Regions from separate parts of the Mus musculus genome. Here region 2 is linked to region 1. Evidence: chromatin contacts called from public promoter capture Hi-C data. All regions are on one chromosome and are shown on one strand. Each heading gives the region's core, a stretch centred on a gene start, on an enhancer-like site or on the middle of the called end of the contact. The rest is flanking DNA. Distances are from core to core; before and after follow the strand shown.

Region 1 (6,245 bases), core at 2,816-5,315:
TCTGTCACCTCAGTTTTAGCTCAAATAGAACAGCAAGAGTGAAGGCCTAGAAATCAACCCCATTTCCTCCTCTCCTGCCAGAGGACTCATTCAAACTACCCATTCACATAGGTGCCAGTCTGGGGCCTCTCTTACCAGCCCCGAGTTCAACTTTTAAGTAGAAACACTTGCCACATCCAAACCTACAAAACACTCAAATGCCATTAGCCACTGGGAAGAAAACCCTTGTGACAAAAATAGGTTAAAAAAACCAAATGTGTAAATGAGCTAGGGGTTTTGAGATTATGAAAACGCCTCCAATGTCCCATAATTGTAAGGTTAACATATTTCAAGTAGCACTGTTCCATGCTTAGAAACAGCAGAATGCCCAAGAGTGAGCTGCACCTACAGGGCCAAGTGCCTGTGTGGTGGTCAGAGGACTAAACTACAGCTCTAGCCGCAATTACAACTCTCTTTTCGTTACACTCGCAGATTCAGAGCTTCTAACTACAAATATAGCTATATGTGCCATGCGATCAAACGGTACCACCTCGACTGGTAGAACCCTTTGATTCTACACTCCACTACTTCACTGCATTTCACAGTATGCCTTTACTATGTGCATTTTAAATTATGAGTTAATAAAATCTTCCATATATTCTCAGCTAAACTGAAAATAAAGAGCCAGGATTTACATTTTAACATATACTGAAATTAAATCATTTACAAAAGGACTAAATAGGAGAAAAATTAATTATGACAATAAACTCAAGCAAGTAAATCAATGAAATTTTTAAATAAAAGTATCATCAAAATAAATGACATCTGAAAGGTAAATAATAAATTTCTGGTGAAATTATCAGATTATATAGACCATTTTGATACCATACTAGTTTTTTATAATTACTACAATAAGTTTTTTAAACATTTTTTAAAAGATTTTTTATTGTATTTATGTGAGTACACTGTCTCTGTCTTCAGACACACCAGAAGAGGGCATCAGATCCCATTACAGATGGTTGTGAGCCACCATGTGGTTGCTGGGAATTGAACTGAGGACCCCTGGAAGAGCATCAGTGCTCCTAACCACTGAGCCATCTCTCCAGCACTTAACATTTACTTTTATGTGTGCAAGTAAGTGTGTGTGTATGTGTGTGTGTGTGTGTGTGTGTGTGTGTGCACAAGTGCCCCACATATATCTGGGTGACTATGGAGGCCAAAGAAAGGTATTTGATAGCCCGGAGTTTAAGTTACAGGTGATTGTGAACCACTCAATATGAGTACCAGGAACCAAACTCAGGACCTCTAGAAAAGCAACACCCACTCTTACCGGCCCCAACAGTAAGACTTTTTAAATTAAATAAAAACAAATTGGACTTAATAAAAGATCAAATAACATTATCTAAAAATAATTCTCCTTCAAGATCCTATACATTTCTTCTTACCAAATGTCCAGAGTGTAGGAGACTAAAGTTCAATGAAAGCTAAGAAAACTACCATCTAGTACAGAACAAAGCAGGGCCCGGAGCAGCTAGCTTTTAGGTCAAAGAGAATGCTCAATATGGCTGAGTGTATAAGAGGTGGCACCTATGGAAGGAGGTCACAGAAAGAATATCCGTGAGATAGATGATGGGACCTTAACTGGCCCACATAAGCCCCGAAACCAGCCATTTATTATAGTAGACAATTCTTTTCTTTTCTAGCAAAGTGTCTGCTTCACTGTTATTTTCAAAATAACCTTTCCTTCCCTTTACTAGTGGGGCTTACCTTCCCTCTACCAGAGCAGAGCAGAGCGCATCCATTTAAGTGGTTCCCCCACAATTAGTCAGCATCAACCTTTCATTACACTACCGATGGATGCACACCACTTACCTAGAAGGGGAAAAGCAACCTCTGTCCCCTCATCAGTGCGTTCTGAAAAGGATAAGTAAGGGAAGAAATCACAGGTCTTTTCATCTATTTACTATTTGCTAGTCTAGGCTACTGGAGAGACTAACATTCCTTTCCTCAGCAGACTGGCCTCCACATCAGCTGCTTTTCTGCTAATATCTGTGAAGTCGATAGTTTTCTACTATCTTCATCAGATTTTCTTTCTGGGAAGTTTTAATTCACCAGTCCTAGTATCTCCTCAAATAATGCTAAAGAAATCTTTTTCTCCACAGCATCTGGAATTTTCAAATACCTGAAACTTTACAGTATCCTTTAGTGACTGCTTATAAAAACACAAGACAGGGGCTTGCTTTATATGCCATCTCTCTCACCCTGGGTTATTCACATCACTACCCCTGAACTCCTTAGGATCTCAAAATAATAACGCATCCAAACAGAAAGCAGGCTACACACGAATGTAAGAGAAAGAGTTTCACTTCTCCATAGGTACCAGTCCCCAAATCTCATTAGTATTTTGTTGCTGGACCACACTTAAGTATCTAATCTGCTTTTTTTTTTTTTTTTGGTATGTGTCTGTGTGTGTGTGTGTGTGTGTGTGTGTGTGTGTGAGTGAGAAAGAGAGAAAGAGAGAGAGAGAGAGAGAGAGAGAGAGAAAGATTGATTGATTAAAGTCAGAGAAATAAGGGAGAGAGAGAGAGAGAGAGAGAGATTGATTGATTAAAGTCAGGGAAATAGGGGGGGGGGGGTATTAAAGTTAGGGAAACTCCGAAGATAATTCAATCTGCTCTGAGTAAAACAGGAAAAGAGCTAGAAATATATAGATATGTCTTCCCCAAATGAGCACCCCATGAAGTCCGCAAAGGTAGCACTACCTTATTACTATGTTTTAAGAGGACACCTACCCGTGGTGATGTATTCAGCAACTAGTTCTGACTCTACCACAGCAATGGATGGACTCTCAGGAGAATGTCTCTTTTCCTGGGTCATCTGAATAGGTACTGCCATTTGACTCAAGTCAATAGTGGGTTGTCTTGGTTTAGATTCCAATTTTTCCTTTACTGCATAAAAAAGTCGGGGAAAAGTTACTTTTATTATAAACAAGTACTAAAACCAGAGCTGTCTATGGGAATAATGAACCAGACCTCTGGGGTGTCCTACCATTAGTGGCTAAGAAAACAATGAATTGGAAACTGCAGACTGCTCTGTATGGTTGTATAGACTACAGCCTATGTAACAGCAGCCTACAATAATTCATATGCAATCACATTCAAGTCCCCCCATTACTCCAGGCCAGCCAGCTGTTTCTCTCTTTTTTTTTCTTTCACTCCTCCTAGGATGTTATTTCCTTTGTATTCAAAGTAATCCCTGGCACACTCAGTTCACATCAGCTTGACCTGCTCTAGAGCATATCCCAGAGTAGCACTTCCCATTGGTTAGTTCATTTGACTTACTAAAAATCCAAGGGTCTGGGAATGTTATCCAGACACTGGGTGCTTGTCCAGCATACGCATGGTCTTGAGTTTGAGCCCCAGAATAAGGAGGGAAATTCATAGAACCTTTTCTGAGGAAGGACGATTGCTGAGTTCAATGCTGACCTGGGCTATATCCAGGCCAAAATGAGACCCTGTCAGTGTGTGTGTGTGTGTGTGTGTGTGTGTGTACAAATTTGGCCAAAAAACTGTTACAAGTCCTTAATGACTCTTAAAGGAATAAAGCATAAAGCTTTTCACTGTTAGGAAAGACTAGGTGCTCTGCTTCTGTATGGCTAAAATTTCTGATAAAACAGCCTGTAACTAATAATGGTATATGTTAAGATGCATCTTTTTTACTCTTCTTACCACTTCTTCAACAAAATCTCTTCACTCAACATTTCTATCTACATGAATGATCGATAAAAATGGTTAAATTTTTTCAAATACAAACAGCTGGAAAAAAAGGTGTCAAAGGCTAAAAACATTTAGCAGAAGGAATACTCTACATTTCTATCCAATGAGTATAGAGTACAGCACAGAATTACAATAAACGCTACTAAGTAAGTCCACTAAAGGCTGCTCCCACCAAGCGCAGACTATGACAAAGGCAAAACAATCATTTTAAACACAGAAACCACATCTAGAGTCCTGCTGCGATCCCACAAGCAGATCCGGCCCTGGCCATCAACTTTTCTCAGTCTCTGCTAACTTCCTCAAAACAGGAAAGGGTCAGATGAGATCATCACTACAACCCATAAAATAGTTGCATAATTGTTGCCCTATTATAACAAAAAGCCAGTATAACTTACATAGAGTTGTCCTAGAATCTACTGAAGATATTTAGTAACTAGAAGAACTGATAGTATCCTATTAAATACAGACACTCTAGCAAATAACTTAAACACAAATAAATAAATCTGAAAATAAGGTGAGAGCATGAGAATGTTTACAAGCAAGTCTAATGGTGTTTTATGGTACACAATTGGTCTGACAGTATCTATGAGCAAAGCAGGACCCTTCGATCTGTCCGGACATTCCTAAATATACCCAGCAACTGGGCTACACCTATCCTTGTCCTGCATTTGTGCTTATAAGTGACAACCCCCTTCCCACTGCTGGCAAGAGGATTCTCCATTTGAAGTAGAAGTCACTCTGTCTACTCTATCTCTGTTCTAATGACAACACTCTGTCTATGCTTCATACTCCTATGTACATCTAAAAGAACAATAAACTGTACCAATAATTACAGATAAGTCCAGAGGGGGAAAAATTTATAAAAACTATGTAACAGCGGTCTCTAGAGAAAACACGCTTCATTCAGCTGAGCATGTGAATTCATACCTGTTGTCTGTTGGAGTTCTAACAGAGCTTTGATTGTTGAAGTGGCTGATTGTGATTCACTGGATACATCCTGATATATTATGGTGGGGCTAGTCTCCATTGCAATCTCATGTTCTGACCAATCCTGACGCCGGGAAGCAATTACATGAACTACAGGCTGGGAATCTGTTTTATATTAGTTAAAAAAAAACAAACCCTATAAACAAAGTTTCTCTTAAAATAAAGCAATATTTATGTTTATCTTTGTATTTAATGTACATGTCAACCTTGACTTCTCTAAGAAGACTGTGAGGTCCCAGAAGGCATTGACTCTATTCACTCACACATTTATTTGACACTAGACACCTATGCATCAGGATCTATATTTAAAGGACTTAAAGGAACTCACAAAATAGTTCAAGAAGGCTCAAGAAGCACACAGTCTGTCTGAAAAGACGAACATGTAAAAAGACAAAGTACAACTCAATATGCTAACTGCTGTCTACGTGGGTGAGCATCTATATAGGTGAGTGCTTGTGTTCACCAAAAACAAAATGTTATAGATAGGAGACTGGTTTTTCCCAATGTACATGAAAAGATTTCTATAGGAAGCCTAAGTACTTGGGGAATATTTTGCTGAATTACTGACAGTAAGAAAAGACAGTCTAGAAACAAAATGACGTAACGTGACGAGTGGAAGCCTGTCACTTATTAGCAAGTTGATTCTTTGGGTTTTAGCTCTGCTCTTTAATAGGAACAAGGGGTGGGTAAAGCAATGATAGTCTGGGCTGCTTAACAACAGTAATACATTCTGAGAAGAACCATAGGCAATCCTCACACACTCAGAAGAAATAGCTTGCTAGAGGAAGGCCATATGGCACACCCTATTACTGTTATCATATGTATATGTATGGTTATGTGTATATATGCACACATTACTGACTGAAATATCAGTATAAGCTACATGATCATATGTAACTAAGCTTCATAAACTATAAAAGTCAGTAGAAATGAGGTTGTTGGGGGTTTGGCTGAAAATTCAATTCTAAGATCTTTGGTTGATTTGAAAATAAATTTCAGCACATGTAAATAAAAAATGTGAATCATATTAAGCAACACATATTTAACAGTTCTCTATAAAGCTAGAAGGTTGTACCATTTTGCCTAGATATTGTATAAGAAAATGGAGGAGATACAAGGACATGATACCTAAAGTTCAGATCTAGATTGTTACAAGAAACAAAAACTGACAGATAGCATCAGATTCTGGGGTAAATATCAAATGGTTAAAACAAGAAAAGAGACTGCTTTTAATCATGCTGCTTAGTTGAAGCATCAGAACAAAAATTATCTGGTGGCTCAAAAATACAAGAAAAAAAACCATCAAGTTCACCCTCTAAGAACATCACATTTTTTAAAGCCAGGAGGATGTCCAAAAATATTGAAGCAAAGGCAACATTCTTCTAATGAAACAATTTTCTGAAGAAAAAAATCAATATGCAAGAAGTTTATAATGTTTAATAATCATAAACTAACAGGTCAGGTGTGGTGGCATAGTACTGTAAGCCCAGATTGGACTATATG
Region 2 (7,266 bases), core at 3,176-5,675, 35 kb after region 1:
AGAAATTCTTTTTTGTTTTACACTGGCCCTAAAGAAAGTCTGAAGTCAAATCAGTCAACATTTTTCTTTGTGAATGTATATTCTGTATCTACATCAAGGAAACTTTACACTATTAGTACATATTCTCAACATCACAAAGAATTAAAGACGTTAGTACTTGCCCATTACTTTAAGGAGTCTGTTGTTTTAACAATCAATACATGCCTTGATTAGTAGACATCTGTAGAGAGTTGGTCAGTAAAATCACAACCAGGCTGGATTAGCCAACAATGTGCAATATTATTGAAAACAAGAAACTATTATACAAACTGAAACGTGGACCAATATGGTAAAGAGGGTTATAAGTTTCAGAGTCAAACAGGCCTGCACTTAGACCATCTTGCCTCCACCACTTTCAAATGGCAGGCCCCTGGACATGTTAAAACCTCAAGGCTTCAATTTATTTCTTTTATAAAATAGGGATAATAATTCTGACCTTACAAAATCATTACAAGGATTAGATGACATAATCATATGAAGCAAATACTAGGCACATAGCAGGAGGTCAATACCTGACAGTTAGCAAATGGTACTTACTAGCAGTTTACTATTCCTGTTCACTGTTAGATGGATAGGAGTAAAGCATTACAGATCACTTCCATACAGAAAAGATATTCAATATACTGTTTGTTTCATTAGAAACATTTTCTTTCCTTCTAATTCTGTTATCACTGAATATACAAAGAATTCCTGACTACCACACCCAAACTAATTAGTGTACTAAACTGGGTTTGACTTTTGTCAATCCTGCACCAACAGTCACAGCTTCCCAGAGGCCCAATGCTGATGACTGCAGTACAAAGAGGACTCACTAGGCTTGCCAGGAAAGCAATCGCAATCGGCAGTTAATAAGCGGAAGGGAAAGTGAAGTGTGCACAGTTCAAATATTTGAAATTCCAGAATGAGAGTATGGAGATGGGGTTTTAACATTAAGAAAAGAATAAATCTAGGGTCTTTAGGACCACATTCTAGATTACAGATACAAATGATAAAACATGGTTTGAGATTTCAGTACACAAATGACTTTCTGATCTGTAAAGGGATTTCCCAAACTAGAGATCCACCTGGGAAATTGCTTATACTTTAAAGTTGTTTTAAAACAAAATAAAACAAGAAAGGAGATAAAAAGATTTTGAAGTCAAGTGAACCACACTGTTTATTCAGGCCATATCTCAAATTACTGACCTTCTAGCATTCACAAAAACTCCTTAAGAGTGCTGGGACTTGCACCCTAAGGACAAATGAAAAATATTAATCAAGCACATGAAAGCATAAAGCTATATTCTGTTGTTCTGCTTGTATGAGTGCCATAACAGTGTCATTTTAAATGAGGCATGTTGACATACGTAGAAATGTATCTACGCTAAAAATGCACAACCTATTTACATGTGAATATTGTTTACAAAATCAGAAACAATTACATTTAATGTAAAGTCACTTTACCTACAATAATTGCTAAGTTGACTTAAATACAAATTGTGAGAAATCCAAGGTAAATACAATTATGACAATGGCCTTGGATAAAAATATATTTTAATCCAATTACCCAGCAAACAGATAACGAAACATGGAAAATGTCTTTATTAGTCCTAACCATAACCTAGTTGTCCAAAAATCTTTTAAAAATAGATGGCAGAGAAAAAAATGAAGAGAAGACAGTTTTATAACTGGAACACAGCAGATGCTCAGTAATTATGTATGGAATGAGTTCTTTTCTTCTCCACTTAAATATTTATTTTTTAAAACACAAGTAAACCTAAATTTCTGAATCTGAAAATTCATGGTAAGCACTGTATATGACTTTAGAATCAAATGTGCCTGACAGCTTCAAATAATTATTCTCACCTCAAAATCCTGAAGGCAAAAACAAGAGTTGGTAAAGAAAAAAACAAAAAACAAAAAAACCCAAAGCATTCATATTTCACTTATAGGGAAACCTATATATTACAAACATTTTTATGTAAGTCTACCAAAGAAAATTTGAAAGTTAATGATGTTAGGTGACACTTATTAAACACCAATGAATAATCTTCTCTAACTCTGGTAACTTAAGAAATATATTATTACTTTTGTCTTAAAAGGAAATAGATGATTAGCAGACAATTATCAGAGGGTCAGTGACACAGTTCTATGGGAAAGTGCTTTGTTTAACATGACCAGATAGTTATTGGAGCTAGATCTACTTGTGTGTGTGTTGATTGTTCAATTATTAATTCATTCATTCAATAAATATTCATTAGTATCTAGTACAAGCCAAGACCTTGTTCTAAGTTCTAGGAAACAATGATAAAACAGACCAAAGAAAGCTACCCTCAGCGGTCTATGGGAGAAATAGAAAATAAACTTGCAATTTATAATATCAACTACTTACAAACATAATGAATAAAAACAAAAGACAATAGAAACAAAAGAATATGGATGACATATAGGTACATTTTAGTTACAGCTTTCCTATGCTATTTCTTGAATACTAAAATCATTTTTAAGTAAATGAAAGAGGAAGAAAAAAAGAACTAGCCATAAAATCCAGCAATGAAGGCAGCTAAAACTATTACAGTAAGGTTTAACAACCTGAAGCAAAGTTATATAATAGTCAATTGGTGTCAAGGCCAGCTCAGAAAGCAAAACTAAGAGCTAAGCTGTGCTAAGGATGACCCAGCTCCGGAGTCCAGAACCTTTCCAGTACACACAAGGTCCTGAGTTTGACCCCCAGCACCACCCACATACCACGACCACACCAAACCAAACCTAAAAACTTTCTACGAAAAAAGGGAATAACTCAAAAATGCTTACTTGAAATCAAATAAAAATGTAAACATTATGCTTAATAAACTTCACAATCAACAAAAGCAGTTAATTTCAACATATTAATGGATAAGCTTTAGTGAACCAGTGGAGTCATATATCTGGAACAGTTCATTATTATCAGCAAATTAGTAAAATGCTGACTTCCAAAGATATTCTACAAAGCAAAAGAGCTGGCATTTTCTAAGTGGATACTCCATGTCACATCTTAAATACTCAATTGCACTTAACCCTTGATGCCGACATTACTCTTGTCCCTGAGATGAGAAAAGACTTATTATCTCAGGAACCATAGCACCCTTCCACAGTTGATTCCAAAATACTGGCAGGCAGGTTTATAATATTCAAAGCAGAAAACAGAAAGATTCTTGCCTGATGAATCTGACCAGTTCAGGAAAACTAAGGACAAGTGGCAGAGGGACAGGGCAGTGAATGTGACAGTTTCATATGTAAGCTGACTGACAGACACTTAAGCAAAGTCTGAAAGGAAAAACTAACAAGTAAGATAAAGAGCATAAGAAAAGAAAGCCAGGCCAAAAGAATTATAAATATAATCAAATAAAAGAATATAATCACTCTATCCAATACCAGGATGTTATTTTTAAAAAGAAAAATAAGGAGCATCTACAGAAGAAGAAAGCAGTATTAGAAATGTAGAGTATGATGGTTGCCACATATTCTAATGGATGCCTCCTTAGCACTTGGCATTCAAGGCCAGCCAACACTCCACAGGCAGTTCCAGGCCAGTCGGAACAAAGAGTGAGATCCTTCCTTCAAGAAAAATAAAGTATGACAGCAAAAATGAACAGCTCCATGAAAGTAATAAAGGATACTGATCAAGGATACAGAAAACGATACACGTTTAACCACGTTAGGCTTTACACATATTATTTATAATACCCCAAGATTAGAGAAGCACTGGGTTGCTCCCCCCACCCCCTTCTATTTCACAGAGAAAACCTGGGTCTAGAGTTTAGTTTCCTCACAGTCAAAAGGCTGGCAGCAAGCTAGAATTCAAATGAAAAAAGTCAAGTTCCAAAATCCTGAACCAATAAATTATGGTACAGGGAGAGGAGAGGAAACAGAAAATAGAGATGAAAAAGTACAGGAAAATTAAAGGATCAACTTAGCAAGTTTCACATTCCCAAGTGATCCACAAAGGAAATGTAAAGGGCCAGCAAGGTAAGCAGGAACTTCCGAGAACCAAGTAAAGGATAAAAAGCTCTAAAACCAGGACCGGAGGGTCATGACATCTTTGCCGTTTCTTTTCAGTCCTCTAAAATGTGTCCAAAGACAAAACCAAAAGCTACAAAGAGAATGGCACTGCGTATCTCAAAAATAGTTCTGAAAGCTGGAAGCCAAGTAAAGAATGTCTTCAAAACTCACAGGAAAAAACTTCCTTTGCCCACACTGGGTCTCAAAAAACAATACAGCCACCCATACATGGGAAGCTACTAAAGGACAGCAAAATAAACTAATAACAAGGGAAGGGCACAAAGATGCTACAAAGGAGATCCCAGAAGCACAGGCGTAAACATAGCCTTAAGTCACCAGCATCCAGCCTAGTGTGGAGACTGAGGGTTGCAAGAGCATGAAACTGACCCAACACCAGTGACCTGAGGTCAAAATGATGCAAGACACCAGACAACAAATAAACAGGGAGATTTTAACAATTGTTCATTTACCCATACCCCTTTTTCTCCTCAAACACATCCAATTCTACTGGTAAAGCGAAAAAGTGACTTCCTAAACATAAGGCCACATAAACAAAGATTTTAAAAGTTTTCTAGTTTGTTTCAAAATGACATTACAATGATCAAATACAACATAAGTCCAGAAGCAGATCTGCTAGCTGTCATCTTGAGCAATCATTTGGCACCTGAGCTTCATTTTAGAAAGTAAGTAACACTATTTATCCCAATATTTCATATGTAGAGTTACACAAGCCATGTGAGCACCCCCAGCGTAAAACCAAGTCCACAGTCAGCACAAAGCTGTCAATTCTACATCACGCCATGACAAAGACAGAATGACTGATACTCCCTCTACCACCTACCTTCTGTGTTGTTGTGTTTGTTGTCTGTGTTGATGGTTTGGTAAACGTTATTTTCACAGGTGACATATGGGGTGGTAAGGAGTTGGCAATGCTCTGCATAATGTTGCTCATCTTGGGACTTCCACTCACAGGCACAGTGATCGTCTTTGAGACCGGAACAACAGCCTTTGGAACTTCCTTGAGGACAACAGGGGAGGAGCTAGAGGAGTTTGTTCGCCTGCGTTTTCTGGGTTTTTCATCTTCATCTGAGCAGCTAACGCCTGAAAGACAACAACAGTATTCCTCCTTCACAAAACTAGCACTGCCTCTTCTACTCTTTTTTTCAATGCCTGTGTCATCTTTGGCCTCTCCCTTTCTTTTATGCCCAAACTGTCACTAAGACCTGACAATTTTCCCTCAGAAAACATGTCTCTCTGAATACCCACCCTCTTTTCTTAAACTACTACTATATTTGGGGCTCCTTGTCTCTTGCCTGTATTTTATCAATAACCTCTTAGAAGATGCTCCTGCATCTATCTACGTCTATTCTATACTCCTACTAGAGCAAGCCTGGAAATTTCATAACTGAGATGCATAACTAAGTTTGTATTTTCCTAACCTCTCAAAATTCTTACCAGACCAAATCTCAAGGACCCCTATCTTTCCAGGCACACAATACCATCACCCTAACCCTGTGCCCCTCTAAAATCTTGACAAGCTAAATTTCTCACCATTGTCCAAAGATACTTCAGCACCCTCTTATCTGAGTCTGTATATTGTAATTTTCTTTGAAGAACACCACCATCCTCGAAGACCTCTTCGTCATCCTGCTATCATCATCCTGCAAGCCACTTCTCAGAGAAGCCTTCCCTTCCTTGCTGCAAAGCTAATCGACCTCTCTTCTGAGCATTGTACATAAAGCACTTTGTACATCCTCTTCTGTACCACTTACCACATGACAATGTAACTGTCTACACATCTACCCTATTAACAAGCTTTTTACACAAAAAGGCCTAAGTCTGTTTTGTCTCGCTGGTATGGTGACCTGCATAAAGCTGGTGAATGAATAATAAAACTAATGTCTTTGAGTATAAACTGATAGAGCTCTTGTTATTTGAAAGTACATTAGTTTGTGAAATAGTTTTTCATATCTGAGATTCACTAAGAGCAGTTTTGAAAATGATTGTCAAAAAAACAGGTCTTGAGGGGCTGAAGAGATGCCTCAATGGTTAAGAGCACCAACTGCTCTTCCTGAGGTCCTGAGTTCAAATCCCAGCAACCACATGGTGGCTCACAAGCATCTGTAATGAGAGCTGATGCCCTCATCTGGTGTGTCTAAAGACAGCTACAGTGTACTTACATATAACTAAACAAACAAACAAACAAATAAATAAATAAAAAGTCTTGAGTGTCATTTCTAAAGACCACTTTGGTTAAATCTACAGAAACCTGAGAAAAACTTAACAGTCAATATGACTCTTAACATATTTTTTAACCTAATACCTCAATTCTTTTGTAATTTTATAAAATTCACATGACAAATATACACAGCAATGTGGATGGGAAATTTCTACAGAGCATATATTAAAAAATTACATAGTATAACTCATGGAATTGGTAATAAAATGTAAGTCTTTACCGCTTTAATCATTAGACTATATGAAGAACTAGCAATGACCTAGAAACCTGTCTAAAAAAGGGAAATACCACCTTTAAAAATCTACATGAAAATCTCTTATTACTATATCAAGACCAATTAAAATCAAATACTAATGATTAAAAGCACAGCAAACAAAAATAAAATAATTTTAAAAATAAAATTAAAAGAGACATTAATGTAAGAAAAACTGGACATCAAACTGTTTTATAGAGTTGAGTATGGTGGTAACACCAGTAAGCCTAGCACTTGGGAGGCTGAAGCAGAAGGATCACAAATCTGAGGCCAGATTCTGTCTCAAAAACAAACAAACAAACAAACAAACAAACAAAAGACTACTGTATAGAGCAGAACAGAATCAGAAGTTTAAAACTGCAAATAAAAAACTTTTGAAGATTATATCAAGTAGAAATATAAAAGGTAGCCTCGAGAACGAGTCACTGCATGTAAGAGCTTGGTGATATGTGAAGGAATTCAAGAAAAGACTGAAAAGATTGGAATTCTGGGAAAACATCAAATAAGCACATGCCTTCAGTACCTATTCTTGTCTGTGTTCCGCAGGATTCAAAGGTGTGAATGCCTAAACGACAGCACTGACCAAAGATAGATTTCCCACACAGAGAAAAAAATGATGGCATTTCTCAAATCCCAAAGATGATAAAAAACGCAAATACCCAGTCATATATACAGATGAGAAGTCTTTAGAACCTTCAAAAACTAACCACTGAAA

What was found. Capture Hi-C pulls out chosen DNA fragments and counts their contacts.
Region 2: a promoter capture Hi-C map of adipose tissue shows a contact between it and region 1, with 2.3 times the contacts expected there. The contact joins two enhancer-like sites. A contact is called at or near these places in 61 of 484 Hi-C or Micro-C datasets (the 3T3-L1 cell line, 3T3-L1-derived adipocytes, the AML12 cell line and 40 more), 4 of 115 datasets of contacts at active chromatin or transcription factors (bone marrow-derived dendritic cells, embryonic fibroblasts and embryonic stem cells) and 3 of 9 other capture datasets (adipose tissue, liver and pancreatic islet).

The regions. Positions count from the first base shown.
Region 1 is chr7:98,597,901-98,604,145 of GRCm38.p6, forward strand. Emsy (EMSY, BRCA2-interacting transcriptional repressor) reads right to left here. Exons shown (of 20, transcript NM_172280.2): 15 at 4,683-4,847; 16 at 2,772-2,927. Among named protein-coding and RNA genes, the nearest start is that of Emsy, 56 kb to the right of the region's middle. Within about 2 kb of position 4,066, at least 11 of the 459 cell types and tissues checked have an H3K27ac peak or open chromatin away from gene starts, as enhancers often do. A contact at or near this core is called in adipose tissue, where this site is marked.
Region 2 is chr7:98,632,361-98,639,626 of GRCm38.p6, forward strand. It overlaps Emsy (EMSY, BRCA2-interacting transcriptional repressor), which reads right to left. Exons shown (of 20, transcript NM_172280.2): 7 at 4,901-5,160. Among named protein-coding and RNA genes, the nearest start is that of Emsy, 21 kb to the right of the region's middle. Within about 2 kb of position 4,426, at least 8 of the 459 cell types and tissues checked have an H3K27ac peak or open chromatin away from gene starts, as enhancers often do. A contact at or near this core is called in adipose tissue, where this site is marked.